Regions from separate parts of the Mus musculus genome. Here regions 1 and 3 are each linked to region 2. A link is a contact called in public HiChIP or PLAC-seq data. All regions are on one chromosome and are shown on one strand. The core of a region is the stretch at or near the end of the contact, and the rest is flanking DNA. Distances in the headings are between cores, read along the strand shown.

Region 1 (4,667 bases), core at 1,161-3,660, 210 kb after region 2:
TGGAAATGTCCAAACAAACAAAGTTCAAAAAAAAAGATGTACTAATAAAACCCTTTGTAAGCCCAGTGGTGGTGGTGGTAGTGCACACTTTTAATCCCAACACTCCTGAGGCAGAGGCAGGCCAATTTCTGAGTTCCAGCCTAGCCTGGTCCACAGAATGTATTTCAGGACAGTCGCGGCTATGCAGAGAAACCTTGTATCCAAAACAAACAAACAAACAAACAAATAATGGAAACAAACCAAAAAATCCAAGCCCTTTATGAACTGTCACCTGCCGATTATGTTTGGTACCCTTGCTGCCTCTCAAACTGCCATCTATTGAGATTATTTGAAGTCATTATTTAATCCATGGATATTTCAGCATATTTTCTAAACAGTAAAGACGATCTTGACTTTAACATAAGCACAATACTATTATTACATCTAAAAACATCAACAATAATTCCTGAATATTAACTGATAGCCACCCAGGTTTCAAAACTTCCTGGTTGTCTCATCAATGTCGTCTTGTATTTAAATTCATTTAAGTCAAACTCCAACACTTGCATGGTGCTATGAACTTGCAATCCCGGCCCTAGGGAGGCGGAGAAGAAGAACGTGGGTTTAGGACAGCCTAAATGTTGGTGTTGTCTAAATAAAACAATCCAGTCATTTCTCAATTACTTTTAATTAATGTGATGACTCAAGTGGTTTTCTAAAAAACAATACCTTTCTCTCTCTCTTTTTTTTTTCTTTCTCTCTTGCCTCCAGGGTCACCTTGATAGGGATGTTGCCAAAATATGTGCTCACTGCGTCTTCAGCAATAAAGAAATCCTGAAAGACTTTACTGATACTGGAATGGGGTTATTCCCATGGGCACTGCCCTAGTCCGGGCCTGTACCTGTTGTACCTGGAGATGCTCTAAGACCCTAGGCTAAATCATCTTCTTCCAATACTGGTTGTCACACTGTGGCCCCAGAGCACTGAGTAGTTACCAGTCCACGCATGCCAGTCTCTCACATTTATTAACACACAAGTGTCTACCACAAGGTGGTGGATCTGCCATCCACAGGCTATCACTTAAAGAGGAAGTGGGCAGACAGCTGAGGCTACTCATCCCGGTGGGTAGGATTGGGTGCCAGCTGACTGAAGGCCAGACCTATTTGTCTAAACTTGGAGGGGCCTTGCATGGCCGTGCAAGATGTTTAGAGGGAAGGATCAGCCGGAGGCGCCTTTAGTCCCGGAAAGGGTGTGACTTGGGGGGAGGGGGCTCCAGGGACCTTGTGATCTCCTGTGGAGCCCCTTTTTCTGCGCTGACCTTGCTGCTATCCAGAAGGAAGGCAACGAACAGGCTTTCTCTTCTCGCCCTTTCACAAGTCCACACAAACCATTACTGGCAAACACTGGAAAGCTGACACAAATACCAAGTCCATACACCCTCAGACTCACAACACAAACTCAACACAGCCCCATCAGTATCACAGACTTGTATAGATACACAGACCACACACACACACACACACTTATTTGTTTATTTTATGTATATGAATGCTCTGTTTTCATGCATAGCAGAAGATGGAATCAGATTCCATTACAGATGATTGTGAGCCACCGTGTGGTTGCTGGGATTTGAACTCAGGACCTCTGGAAGATCAGCTGGTCCTCTCAGCTGCTGAGCCATCTCTCCAGCTCCCAGCAGGTTTTCTTAAATCCTGGAAAAGATAAAAAGCTTTGGAGTGCCTGAAGACTTGGGGAGTCTGGTTGGGGCATACAGTGAGCAAAGCCAGCCTGGGGAAGGTGTAGCAGGGCCAGGAGCCTGCTGGTTAAATAGCACTGACTCCAGTTCTGGCTAGGAGAGGCTCTCATCTGTGGTTCTAAGCGATAGAAAACCACCAACTGCTAGCAAGATAATCCAATTTCCTTCCTCCAAGGCTGGAAGAGGACTGCCTTGGCCTCCTGCTCCAACTTCCTGCTGGGTCTCAGTCTGCTTAGGACTCTTTACCCCTCCAGCAGAATGCATATCAAAGCCCCAGGCCCCCAGGGTTCATTAGGAGGCATTTATTTCTGCATATTCGTGGAGGGCAGGAGGGAGGACAACTTGATTCGCAATGCAAATTGCTTGGCTGTAATTTCAACTCTCCCTCCCTTCTCACAGGGAGATTTTGCAGGTCATTAAAAATATATGATTGCCTCCAAAATAGCAGTGACAGCTGCCCGCTTGTGGTGGGCCAGGTGCTCGAGTCGGAAGGCCACTGAATGATGTCCGGTGGATTCTCCCAGAGCACGTGGGGCCAAGCGTTCACTGCCTGCATCTGGAGTCCAGATCGCGGGGCTAGTGAACCGGCTCAGAGCGGTCTGGGATTCACCCTCGTTTGTCTTCTGCTCAATTCTGCCTTCCGCTGCTCTGGGGCAGGCAGGGCAATTGTTTTCATCCCTGAGCCCACGGTTTCCTCCCCAAGGATGGGGATGAATAGAGGGCTGATGTTTAGTGGCTGGCACAGAATAGGTGGGTGGTCTGCTGTGGGGGCCAGCACTCCCCTCCACAGGCTTGTTACCACCACCCAATAGCACAGTACTTTCTTTATCCCTTGGCCCCTCCCCAGAATTGGATACTGGAATCCACCAAGGGGAGGAAGAACTGCTTAGGTCTTCTGGTCATAAGTCCTCACTTGGTTTTTCTTCCCCATGCTGCTCGGGTTAAGAAACTCCAGGCCTTTACCCTAAACTTGAATGATTCTGTAGATAGGGGTGTGCTGGGAAAAGGAGCAGAGCTTCTGTCTTAGTTACTGTTTTGCTGCTGTGACAAAACACCATGACCAAGCCAATTTGTAATCTTGAAGAACCGCCAAACTTTATTCATTCCCAACCACAGTTATTCTTTTTTTAAAAAAATTATTTTTAAAATATTTATTTATTTATTATAATTTTTGGTTTTTTGAGACAGGGTTTCTCTGTATAGCCCTGGCTGTCCTGGAACTCACTCTGTAGACCAGGCTGGCTTCGAACTCAGAAATCCACCTGTCTCTGCCTCCCGAGTGCTGGGATTAAAGGCTTGTGCCACCACTGCCCAGCTAAAATTTTTATTTATTTTATGTATGTAAGTACAAAGTTACTCTCTTCAGACACACCAGAAGAGGGCATCAGATTCCATTACAGATGGTTGTGAGCCACCGGTGGTTGCTGGGAACTGAACTCAGGACCTCTGCAAGAACAGTCAGTGTGCTTAATTGCTGAGCCATCTCTCCAGCCTGCCAATTTGTAAACACACACACACACAAACACTCACACACACACACACACACACACACACACTTTAATTTGATGACTAACAGTTCCAGAATGTAAGTCTGTGACCATCATGGCAGGGAACATGGCAGCAGGCTTTCTGGAATGGTTTTGGAGGTTACATATGATCCATAATCGAGAAAGAGGGGGGGGGGGAGAGAGAGAGAGAGAGAGAGAGAGAGAGAGAGAGAGAGAGAGAGAGAGAGAGAGTCCTGCTAATGGGAATGTCATGTCCTTTTGAAACCTCAAAGACTGCCCCCATGACACACCTTTTTTAAGCAAAGCCACACCTCCCAATCCTTCCCAAACAGTCCCACCAACTGAGGACTAAGCCTTCAAACCACCTCAGGCCTTTTGGATGAGAGCTCCCATCCAGCCAGTAAAAGAGACTGGTAGAAGGAAACTGTTCCTCCATGAGTCTGAGGAGTGAACCTGGGATTCTCCTGGGAGGGCCTTTTAAGCCAAGGTCAGCGGTGTCCCAGGATGCCACAGCTTGAGCATCAGGGACACGATGCTCTGGTTCAGTAATGAAGCCACAACCATGGACAAGCACATACTGCTGTGTGCAGTGTGAGAGGGAAGCCAGACATTTGAAGAGTTAACACTACCTGTTTGTTTCACTTTAGTTTTGATTTTTGGTGTTATGAGGTTAAACCCAGGACCTAATCCACATTAAAGTACTTTACCTCCAGGTCTAATTCATATTTTAAAGGTGCAAATATATGTGTGTGTGTGTGTGTGTGTGTGTGTGTGTGCGCGTGCTGGATAGTTTTATGTCAATTTGAATCAGCCTCCATAAGATCTGGTGTTGGGGCATCTTCTTAATGAATGATAAATAGAAGAGGGCTCGGTCCATTGTGGTGGTACCATCCCTTCATTGGCAGTCCTGGCTTCTATGAAAAAGCAGACTGAGTAAGCCACAGGAAGCAAGCCAGTAAACAGCATTCCTCTATGGCCTCTGCATCAGCTTCTGCCTCCAGGTTCCTGTCCTGGCCTACTTTAGGAACAGACTATAATGTGGAAGTGTAAGCCAAACAAATCTATTCTTCCCCAACTTGGTTTTTGGTTATGGTGTTTCATCACAGCGATAGAAACTAGGATAGTAAGTATGGGAAAACAGGCTGGTAGTTCTCAAAAATGCCAAACATAGAACATTCACATGAGTCACTTTTATATCTATATCAAGAGATGGAAAACAGGCCTCATGAAAATTTGACCATAAATGTCCATAGCAATTATTCAGCAGCCCCAAACTGAAAAACAGCATGCATATCTATCAAAGGAACAAATGAAGTACAGTTTATTCACAAAATGCGTATTTTTTAACCATAAAATAAAATGAAAAACTAGAAGATAATACAAAATAAAGTTTGAAAGCCTTATATGAACTGAAAGACCCATGA
Region 2 (4,548 bases), core at 574-3,073:
AGAGACCACAGGCCCAGGGACGCGACGTGAAGTTTGAACCCAGAGCACCCTAATTTTGTGCTCCCTAACAGATGCTTGAGAACAAAACACAAAAATCAACAACCATAGATGGAATCATGATTGACTTATGGTTTTGATTTGCACTTTCAATATTCAGTCACTCTGGACGTGATAGCATATGCCTATAATTTCAGTGAGGTAGGATGGCCAGTCTGGGCTACATAGTAAGACTCTGGCTCAAAAACGAACAACAGTAACAACAAAAAAGGAAAAGGAAAGGAGGAAGGGGAAAGAGGAAGAAGAGGAGGAGGAAAAAAAGAGAGGGGTGATGGGTTCAGTTTGCTCCCTGGGGAATATTTAGCAGTGGGTGGAAACACTTTGGTTGTTATAACAGTGCACACAGAGGGTGGACTCTGGGCAGCCCAGGCTGGCTCCTCCTCACCAACCGTCTGGAACCTTGATGTTGCCCAGTATTAAATCACAGATTCCAGGAGATCACAGATCTCAGGTTGCCTCGGATGATTTTGACTTTCTGAGCCTTTCTTTCCGAGGGCTGATATTGCAGGTGTGTGACCGTGCCTGGGTTTTATGTGGTCCCAGGGATAGAATGCAGGGCCATGTGCATTCTAAGATAGACCTCAACCAGCTGAACTACAGCCCCAAGCCCTAGTCATCTGTGCCTCTGTGTGTGTGTGTGTGTGTGTGTGCGCGCGTATGCGTGTGCGTGTGTGTGTGTGTGTGTGTGCGCGCGTATGCGTGTGCGTGTGTGTGTGTGTGTGTGTGTGTGTGTGTGTGTGTGTGTATAAGAGTATTCCGGATCAGACCCAGGGCCTTGCCTATGGTAGTCAAGCCCTGCCACTAAACTATAGCTCATATTCTTGCCTACTACTATTATTTTAATATGATTTGGTCTTTTGATTATGTTTCTAACTCTCTATGTTTTCTTTTTAAAAATGAAATGCAATCCTCACCGAGGATCGACAGTATTATTAACGTTAATGAAATGATTGCATATTTTTCTTTTTTACTTTCTCCTCTCTCACTGCACGGATGTATTAATATCTCCTTCTGAAACTTCCATTTACAATTTTAAGATTCTTTTTAGGTGCTGGGCACCTCACCCAACCTCAAGCCTCTCCCCAGAGGCCTTGGGGAAGAGGAAAGGCGAGAGCCTGCGATTGATGTCAGCGACCCGCAGAGGGAAGAGCAGTCCTGGACTCTGAAGGCAGCCCAGAAACTAATTTCTCTTAATCAGTTGTAGGGCCCCAGGAGGACCCACAAGGCAGAGGGGGAAATAAATCTGAAGGAGAAAACCAAATTCTATGAGGGGCTGGAAAGACCTGTATTTTCAAAAGGGCACCATACCTTTAGGACTTAAGCGCTGGCAGGGCCCCATCCCTGCGCAGCTATTAATATGCAAAAAATGCCTTCATAAATACTTGATTCTGCTCACAGTGGGGAGGCCGTTCATTTGAAAGGGGAAATGGGAGCTTGGAGTTGAAACACGTCTGCTTGTCTTCTTTCTCTTTTTTCATCGCTCTTTTCATCTCCACGCAACTCCCCTTGTAGTCTTCTTCCCCCTATTTCTCTGACTTCTCCCCACTTCTAACTCCAAGGAAGTTGCTGATGGCAGCTGCGGCGCTTTTTTTTTTTTTTTTTTTAAACTGATGGACTTGGCTCTGAGGCCCGGAACCTCCGGCTAGGTGTAGAAGGGGTGCCTAAGGGCCTTTACTTGAAAGTGGAACTGGGAGGCTAGAGCCCCTCACCCTTTCGGCTTTGGCCTTAGCGACGCGGCCACTGAAGACTCAGAGCAGAGGTTTTCAGTACTACCGGGAGGGGGCGCACGGGGGCAGCCTCCGGACCCCAGAGCTGAACTTGGACAGCAATACCAGACTTTCTTTCCCTCATACTTCCCAGCCTAGGTATGTGACTTCTCAAAGGTCTGTTGTTTCCAAAAGGTTCCACCTTTGGGATTCTCACTGTGACTTAAACCAAACCAAGCCAAACCAAACCAAACCTCCACCACCAACAACAAAACTAGACAAATGTATTATGTGTGAGTGACCTTACATGACCAGACCCTAAAGGATGGAGGGACGAGCTGAGTCAGTAGGGATTAAAAGAAAAGAAAGACGGGCTTAATTGCTGCTGCTACTACTGTTGCTGCAAGCCTGCTTTGTGCTTCAGAGCAAGAAAGGTCCTAGGTCCTAGAGAGGCAGGGAGGCCACTGGTTGGGCCAGTGGCCCATCAAGGTGGGTAAACTGAAGTCTGTTGGGTAGAAATTTGTTTCTAAAGCCTTTCCAGATGCTTTATGGTAAACATAAAATTAGTCATTTATGTGGAGTAGGTTGAGGAAGTAGTTAAAATCCGAGGCAGTGATTAACCTAATAAAGTGCCCTGAGCCTCAAGAAGGGGGAGGGGTGAGAGAGGCAGGAGGAAGTCCTTTGTACCCTACACCCCATTTTTCCTGGCTTGGGGACTGGTGGGGCTCCCTAGACTTTTCCTCATAAGGCTTTTCCCCTCGGGGTTCCTTTTCAAAGGCAGGCAGGCTATGGTAACACCAACCAACCAAGAAGCTCAGATGGGAACCTTTCTCCATTTGCAAAGGAGGTACAAGATATTTCCAGAGTTTGTGAACTTACCAAGGCCTTGCAGATGAACCAGGCTTGGAGCTTAAGATCCAAAGTTCAGTCTGACTGCAAAGTTCATAATTTAGTCTATAGTTAACTTGTCATGGCTGGGTCACTCTTTGAAGGGTCCTCCAGTAGAGCCATAGGGATACATGAGTTTGGACCATGCAGGGAGTATTGGTATGGCCTTTGGAGCTATGGGATTTCCAAAATATATTGTATTTTCTTAGTCACAACTCTGTAATTATTATTGCTATTGTTATTACTTAAGGTCTTCGGATCCTTTATGAAAAGTGTCTTCAATGGAGGCAAACCACACACACACACACACACAAACACACACACAGACAGACAGACAGACACACATAGTATGTGTGTGTCTGTGTTGTTTCTGAGGTTCTTCAGTAGTGGAGAAGTGGCTTAGATATGCTTTTCTTCAATGGAGGCCTGACTTGGGCCTGGTGTTTTAACCTGAAAGGTCAGTTCAAATATTGTGCAAACAGACTCATTTCTGCTCTGATTGTAAGGAAGTGCTGGGGAAAAGAGGGAAGGCCAGAAGCAGCAAGAAGTTGGAGATAAGAGGCTTGGCGAGCCTGCCCTGGAGGCTGTCTGAGAGCGGAGGGACCTAGGCAACCCCTGGAGCAGTGGTATAGCATCTGCCTCAGGAGTTCCCAGTCCCTGGATCCAGCTCTAGGAATTCCCTACTAGCTTCTCTTGAGAGACTGAAGACACTGTCACCCTCAGAGCTTCAGACAGAGGACCGCTTATCAAAAAGTCTGCACACATCCCTTGAAACATTAGATATTTCCAAGCCATTCAAATCGGCACCTTCCTTCTTCATAATTATCCTACCTGTGTGCGTACGTGTGAGTGTGTGCGTGTGTGGTGTATGTGCTCATGGGTGTGTGTGCGTGTGTATGGAGGCCAGAGATTGACATCTGGTGTCTCCCTTTATTGTTCTCCATGTTATTTGTTGAAACGGTCTCTCACTGAACCTGGAGTGCATCCATTTAGCTGGGCTGGCTGCACAATGAGCTCCAAGGATCTGCCTGTCTCCTGCTCACCTCCCACAATGCCACGATTACAGATGTTTGCAGCTGTACCTGTCAGGCTTTTTATGTGGGGTCTGGAGATCTGAACTCAGACCTTGCCTTTGTGGCAGGCTCTTTATAGACAGAGCCATCTCCCTAGCTCCTCTCCTTGATGCCTTAAAACCAACAAGCAAACAACAAACTCGATCGCTATTTTCTTTCCTGATTTGGAAGGAAAAATGTGATTCTCGGCTTGTGGCTGCTGGTGTCTGTATTCTTATTCTAATTCTGACTTTGCAGAAGTCTGGGAAAAGTCAGCTCTGCTTCTTCACACACACACCACAATCCAGATTCCAAGCTTGAGAGTAAAGAAACCTGGTGACGGTACAGTTTACCTGCTCATTTTACTGATGAGACAAATGAGGCCCAAGGAGATGAAGAGGCTCACTCAGGGTCACACAGCAAGTTAGGACAAGAATCCCAGACAAGTCTTGACTCCCAGTGTTGTGCTCATTCACAGTCAATACTGTACCTGACTCTCTGCAGCTTGAGCCAAACGTGAGGAGGTTTCATAAAGATTTCCATGAAGACTGGCTCCGGCTCCAGCGTTTGCTGCAGTGAAAGTCGGAGAGAAAGGGCATCGAGGTGTCAGATCTAGGTCTCATGAACTTTCATACGAACCATAACCATATGTGCTCAGCTCATGCACATTAAAGATTATAAGCCCACACCTATAGCATTCCCAGGTATAACCCATAGTGTCTGGAAATATGTCTAAACACCTTGTTGAGTGGGGTTAAGCTTTATATTCAAATTTAGACCTTCTTGTTTTGATTGGTATTTAAAAGAACAAAAGTAGATTCTTTGTGCTATCGGAATTCAGATAA
Region 3 (4,732 bases), core at 2,084-4,583, 140 kb after region 2:
GCCTTCCCAGTACTTGCTGCTCAGAAGTGACACCTTCCCTCACGGAGCACAGAGATGTTACCAATGGCAGCAACAGCAGTAGTAATACCCCATAGAGCCCCACACTTACCACTTTAGGCTTCACCATGTGTCAGTCGCCAAACTGAGCGGTTGGCTCCTGTTGCTAGTTTGTCAGCCCCCTCTGAACCCCTGTAGACAATGGTTTATTGTCACCAGCTGCCTGGAGAGAGATGTTAAGCAGTTCGATGTCTTTCAAGCTCACGAGGAAGCTGCTGAGCTGCCCTTTGACCCCATGTCTGCTTTTACCAATCGGCTCCTTTTCTAGTACTCTAGCTGACTTAGCAGGGTTATCCCGTCAGAGCAGAGCCCAAGAGACGGGGGAAAAACACACGGGAAATTTCCAGGAAGACTGAAGAATAAATGATCAGCTGGATATGCTGCCTCAGAGATGAAGGCCAGCCTAGTTTGCTGTTTTCTTGCTGGTGTTGATCACACAGGAGATCAACAAGTGGGAAGTGAGTGAAGATAATGGAGTCTCATTAAATTTTTTCTGGGTTGCAGTGAAATTTCAAGCCGTTGCCACACACACAGGAGGGTTTTAGGAACAGTGGTGAGTTGAAAGGGGGGTTTAAGAAGAATAGCTGAGAGCACATCAAAAATTGGGCGACACTTATGGGACATTAATTGTGGCAGCCCGGGGCACACTAAGGTCCTCCCAGCCCCTGGTGACTAAGATCCTGGCTCACTGGTGGGTCAGGTGGTGAAGAACTTACCAGCAGCCTCAGATCCCACAGGAAGCCCGAGAAAGACAGGAGTGGGTGCCAGAGGGCCTTTCCCCACTGTGGTCACCACTGGGCTGGGCTGCCCACAGCACTGCAGCTGGGCTGCTCACCGCGGGAGTGCAATGGGCATGGGATGGAGAGCCACGGCCTAGCAGGCACACAGAGCTACCCACCACCACCACACGCAGATCCTGGTAACCCACCCAGCTTGGTGGGGTTCATGAAGAGGGACAGCGGAGGCACCTTCCCTGACAGGACACTGTAGCCCGTTCCGTTAAAGTTAAATAAGTGCACATTTCTTCTAAGCACAGTGCCGCACCGATGGCGTGTCTCTCTTCAGAAGAGGGCTGTGTAGGGTCTAGCTGAGCTCACTGTCTCCACATCGGAGAAATAACCAATCGGGGCTCCAAGGGTGGGGGAGATAAAGTTTCTCTGTCAGGGTAGAGACTTAGAAACTGACTTCAAAGACAAGAAAGGGGTGCCGTTGTTAAAGCCTGGGCCTCATAGGCCGGCCTCATTCCCAGGGAACACTTAATAAACCAAGTCTGCCTACTGGAACCTCCATGCTCTTTGATCAGTAGCACCTGCAGGCTCCGGGCTTGCGGCTTAGCGGTGCTTTGGGGATGTCTCTCATGGGTTAGCCCTGGATTGAGTCGGGGCTTCGTCCATTCTCTGGAGAGTTCTCCCAACCTCCCTAAACAGTTTTAGATCCAGAGGCCATCCCCCCCCCCACCTCCCCCCAACTTGGAATCTGTCTGCATTACTTGTGAGCACAGGCTTTCCCATGAAGACTGTCTGTCCTCCTCAGAGCCCAAGACTGTGCAGGCCTGAAAGCAGAGAGAGACCGTCCCAGTCAGGAAGAATCCATACCTGGCCCTTCTCTCTTCAGCAGCCTGCTTATCATGTTTCTAGGAAGGAAGGAAAGAGGGGGAAAAAAGTAATTTCCCAGAAGAGCCCAGAGAAGAGAGTTAAATAAAGCCTAGGCCTCCAGGTACTTTGCAACAATCTATTAGGCTTTTGACCCTTCGAATATAGCTTCCCCTGCTACTTCTTTTTGTACTTTCTTGCCAACAAAGTATATCAAAATGGGGGAAAACACGAAATAAAATTAAGCTCATAAATTTGACACTCTCCCTTGCTTGTTCTTAGGAGTCGCCAAGAATTTATGCCCACGTTTCTATTTTATCTGCAACGGTAAGTTTATTTTCCCTGGAAGGGAAGTTCCTTCAGCAGAGGGTAATTTAATTTTGTTAGTAACCAGACACATTCTGTTTAGATTTGGACTCCTTTTAAAGCGATCGCTTTCTATCAATCACTCATCTCCAGCAAGCTTGGATTATGGACCCTGTTAAACTGGGGCCGTCTGCCTATTGATGCTTTGGTGACCAGCAAGGGACAGACGCCTTATCTACAGCAGTGTCCCAGAGAGAAATATTATCAATATCCACAGGTTAATTAGCAGGAAATGGTCTGGCCACAGCTCTCCTGCCACGTGGCCTCCCTGCCCCCATGGGACCCAATGCCGCCTTCCTCGTGAATGGCCGTTATTGGACATTGCCGAAGGGAGAAAATTCCAGCAATAGTGAAAACATCACTTTCCACTCCATTGCTAGAAGCCAAACACAGAAACCATATTCAAAGAGTTCTTTGTCCACAAGATAGCGAGGAACCAGAAACTTGTTCAGCCAGATTCTCTTGTTACAATTTACTGCTTCATCGGGTGGGGGCAGGGGCAGACGAGACTCTCCGGTCGATAAAAGGAAGATTCCCGTAGGAAGCCTGGCATCTCCAAGTGTGTGGGTTTTTTTCCTTTTTTTTTTTTAAAATGCCTTCCTCTACCCGAACCTCAGCCTCCAGTGTAGAAAATGAGGGTGCTCACTCGGAGCTGGAGGATTGTGGACCAGTAACCACACAGGAGCACACCAGTGGTGACTTCCAAATTGGACCCAGGAAGGTGCCAAGAGCAGCCCTATTTAGAACACCTTCTCTCCGGGGGATTAAAGGTGGGAACCTAGGCCGGAAGGGATTGGGGGAGAGGGAAAGGATGGACAGACAGCTACCTCCCTGCAAAGCATTCTTGAGAGAACAATCGCCTTTGTTTTCAGCCGGCTGACAGTTGCTTGGGAAGAGCAGCTGGATCAGGGCTTAGGGCAGGTTATAGCCTGCGTGTACATGTGAGGTCTCCTGGTGACCAAGGGCCCAGGTGGGTGAACCTGGAATGTTGATGCTAAAGCAGGGCTGAGGGGGTGTTTGCCTCATTGTCTGCAGGCCGGCACCCCTTGCTCTCCTTGCACTGGCTTCTGAAGGTTCCACCAGCTACCACCTCCCAGAGAATTCCTGCTTCCACCAGAGGAGGATGCTTGATGCAAACTGATGGTCTGCCTGGAAGTGGCTTTGGTCCACAACTACCTGGAGAATCAAAAAACAAAGCAAAACAAAACAAAACAAAACAAAAAAAACCCACAAAACAGATTCCCCAGGGATCCTTTGAGTCGGAATCTCAGTGGGAAGGCTGCCTGAGGATTGTTTTTCTAAAGCCTCTCCTCAGGTACGGAGGTGGTACGGAAACTGAAGACTTATAAAGACCTTTCTAGCATGAATACAGTCTTTGTTGTGCTTTAAACCTGCAAATGCTTGTTAACTAGTTGGAATTCCAAATCCACAAACTGGCTAAACTTCTGTGGGCCTGAGTGGTATCTGGGGCGGATTCTTCTGACCGGTATCTTTCCTAAGATGGGCCAGGAGGGCCTTCCCCCTGGATTCTTTCAGACTTTTGAGCTCCTAGCACAGGGACTCAGTAGCTTTGGGCTTATGTTGCCAAGATCTGACGCCTTAGAAGGGGTAGACATGGCTGACACAGGGAGGAGGGAGAACAAGTCCCCCTACTTGCCCAAGCCCAGAGTGTTCCTACAGCTTCTGTCTGATGGCTCCTGCCTGATGCCCTCCCAATCAACTGTCTCTCTTTCATCCCCCACTTTCCCCTGAAACCCTCTCCTGCTTCCTTAGGACTTATTTCCTCGTATTCCCTGCAGTCCATAGGCATTCACGCTTACGGCCTTTAAAGCGGATCTTTTCGACTTACATATTCTTGCTCAACGTATATTGTATCTCAGTCATCAATTCATTCAACACATGTTTGTTGAGTTTCCTGCTTTGTGCCAGACTTTTGTGGGCCACATTGGTGAACAAACTTGACAAAGACCCTTGCTCTCATGGGATGCATATTCTAACAGGATGATACACATTTACTTATGGGTTTAAAAGAAAGAAAGGACTGCAGGGCTGGAGCCCGGTTGGTAGAGCTAGGCTAATACACACAAAGCACTGGGTTTTCATCCCCAGCAGCACAAAAACACTATGGCAGCACACATCTGTAACTCCAGCGGTCAGGAGGCAGAGGCAAGAGCACCAGAAGTTCCAGGTTCAAGGCCATTATTTGGTTTCAGATCCTGGGACAAGGGACTGAGGGGCATATTCTACAAAACAGACCTGGCCTCCAGGTTCTCCCAGCATCCCTCAGTCCCGACCTGGCATACCCTGCCCCCAACCTCTAACTTTTCAGCCTCTGGGCTGCTCCCCAACCCAGGCTCCTCCCTATATAACCCAGGCTTGTTTTCTTTCTTTCTTTCTCCCTCCCTCCCTCCCTCCCTCCTTCCCTCCTTCCCTCCCTCCCTCCTCCCCTCTCTTCCCACTCCCTCACTCCCTCCCCCCAAGACAACATTGAGGCCAGTGAATTCACCTGAGAGCAGCTTCCCAACAAACCCGCCTTTAATATATTCCGATCTGGCTCGAATTGGCTCCTCTCACCAGCAGAGAAATAACCTATCAGCCATTCTCAACAGCATTCTGGCTGAGGCCAGCGTGGGTGGGATCTCAGACTCTGTTAAGAAGCAAAAGACAATGAAGAAGAAGGCCTAGTGGTAGTGTTTGCTCAGCATGCTCAAGGCTCT

What was found. HiChIP or PLAC-seq counts read pairs in DNA pulled down with a chosen protein or histone mark.
Region 1: a contact with region 2 is called in an H3K4me3 HiChIP or PLAC-seq map of embryonic stem cells, with 22 read pairs. The contact joins two enhancer-like sites. A contact is called at or near these places in 11 of 484 Hi-C or Micro-C datasets (the AML12 cell line, bone marrow-derived macrophages, brain and 4 more), 12 of 115 datasets of contacts at active chromatin or transcription factors (bone marrow-derived macrophages, embryonic basal ganglia, embryonic stem cells and 4 more) and 3 of 9 other capture datasets (adipose tissue, embryonic stem cells and liver).
Region 3: an H3K27ac HiChIP or PLAC-seq map of embryonic stem cells shows a contact between it and region 2, with 19 read pairs. The contact joins two enhancer-like sites. A contact is called at or near these places in 2 of 15 datasets of contacts at CTCF or cohesin (the NIH/3T3 cell line and pro-B cells), 18 of 484 Hi-C or Micro-C datasets (B cells, the C2C12 cell line, the HL-1 cell line and 11 more), 12 of 115 datasets of contacts at active chromatin or transcription factors (acute myeloid leukemia, bone marrow-derived macrophages, embryonic basal ganglia and 5 more) and 2 of 9 other capture datasets (adipose tissue and liver).

What each region holds. Positions count from the first base shown.
Region 1 is chr1:59,373,989-59,378,655 of GRCm38.p6, reverse strand. No RefSeq gene overlaps it. Among named protein-coding and RNA genes, the nearest start is that of Gm51625, 7.9 kb to the right of the region's middle. Within about 2 kb of position 2,410, at least 47 of the 459 cell types and tissues checked have an H3K27ac peak or open chromatin away from gene starts, as enhancers often do. A contact at or near this core is called in embryonic stem cells, where this site is marked.
Region 2 is chr1:59,582,121-59,586,668 of GRCm38.p6, reverse strand. Gm973 (predicted gene 973) reads right to left here. Exons shown (of 19, transcript NM_001357842.1): 10 at 4,194-4,273. It overlaps Gm39648 (a long non-coding RNA gene), which reads left to right. Exons shown (of 3, transcript XR_865454.2): 3 at 1-271. Among named protein-coding and RNA genes, the nearest start is that of Gm39648, 12 kb to the left of the region's middle. Within about 2 kb of position 1,823, at least 19 of the 459 cell types and tissues checked have an H3K27ac peak or open chromatin away from gene starts, as enhancers often do. A contact at or near this core is called in embryonic stem cells, where this site is marked.
Region 3 is chr1:59,447,277-59,452,008 of GRCm38.p6, reverse strand. No RefSeq gene overlaps it. Among named protein-coding and RNA genes, the nearest start is that of Gm33774, 9.0 kb to the left of the region's middle. Within about 2 kb of position 3,333, at least 54 of the 459 cell types and tissues checked have an H3K27ac peak or open chromatin away from gene starts, as enhancers often do. A contact at or near this core is called in embryonic stem cells, where this site is marked.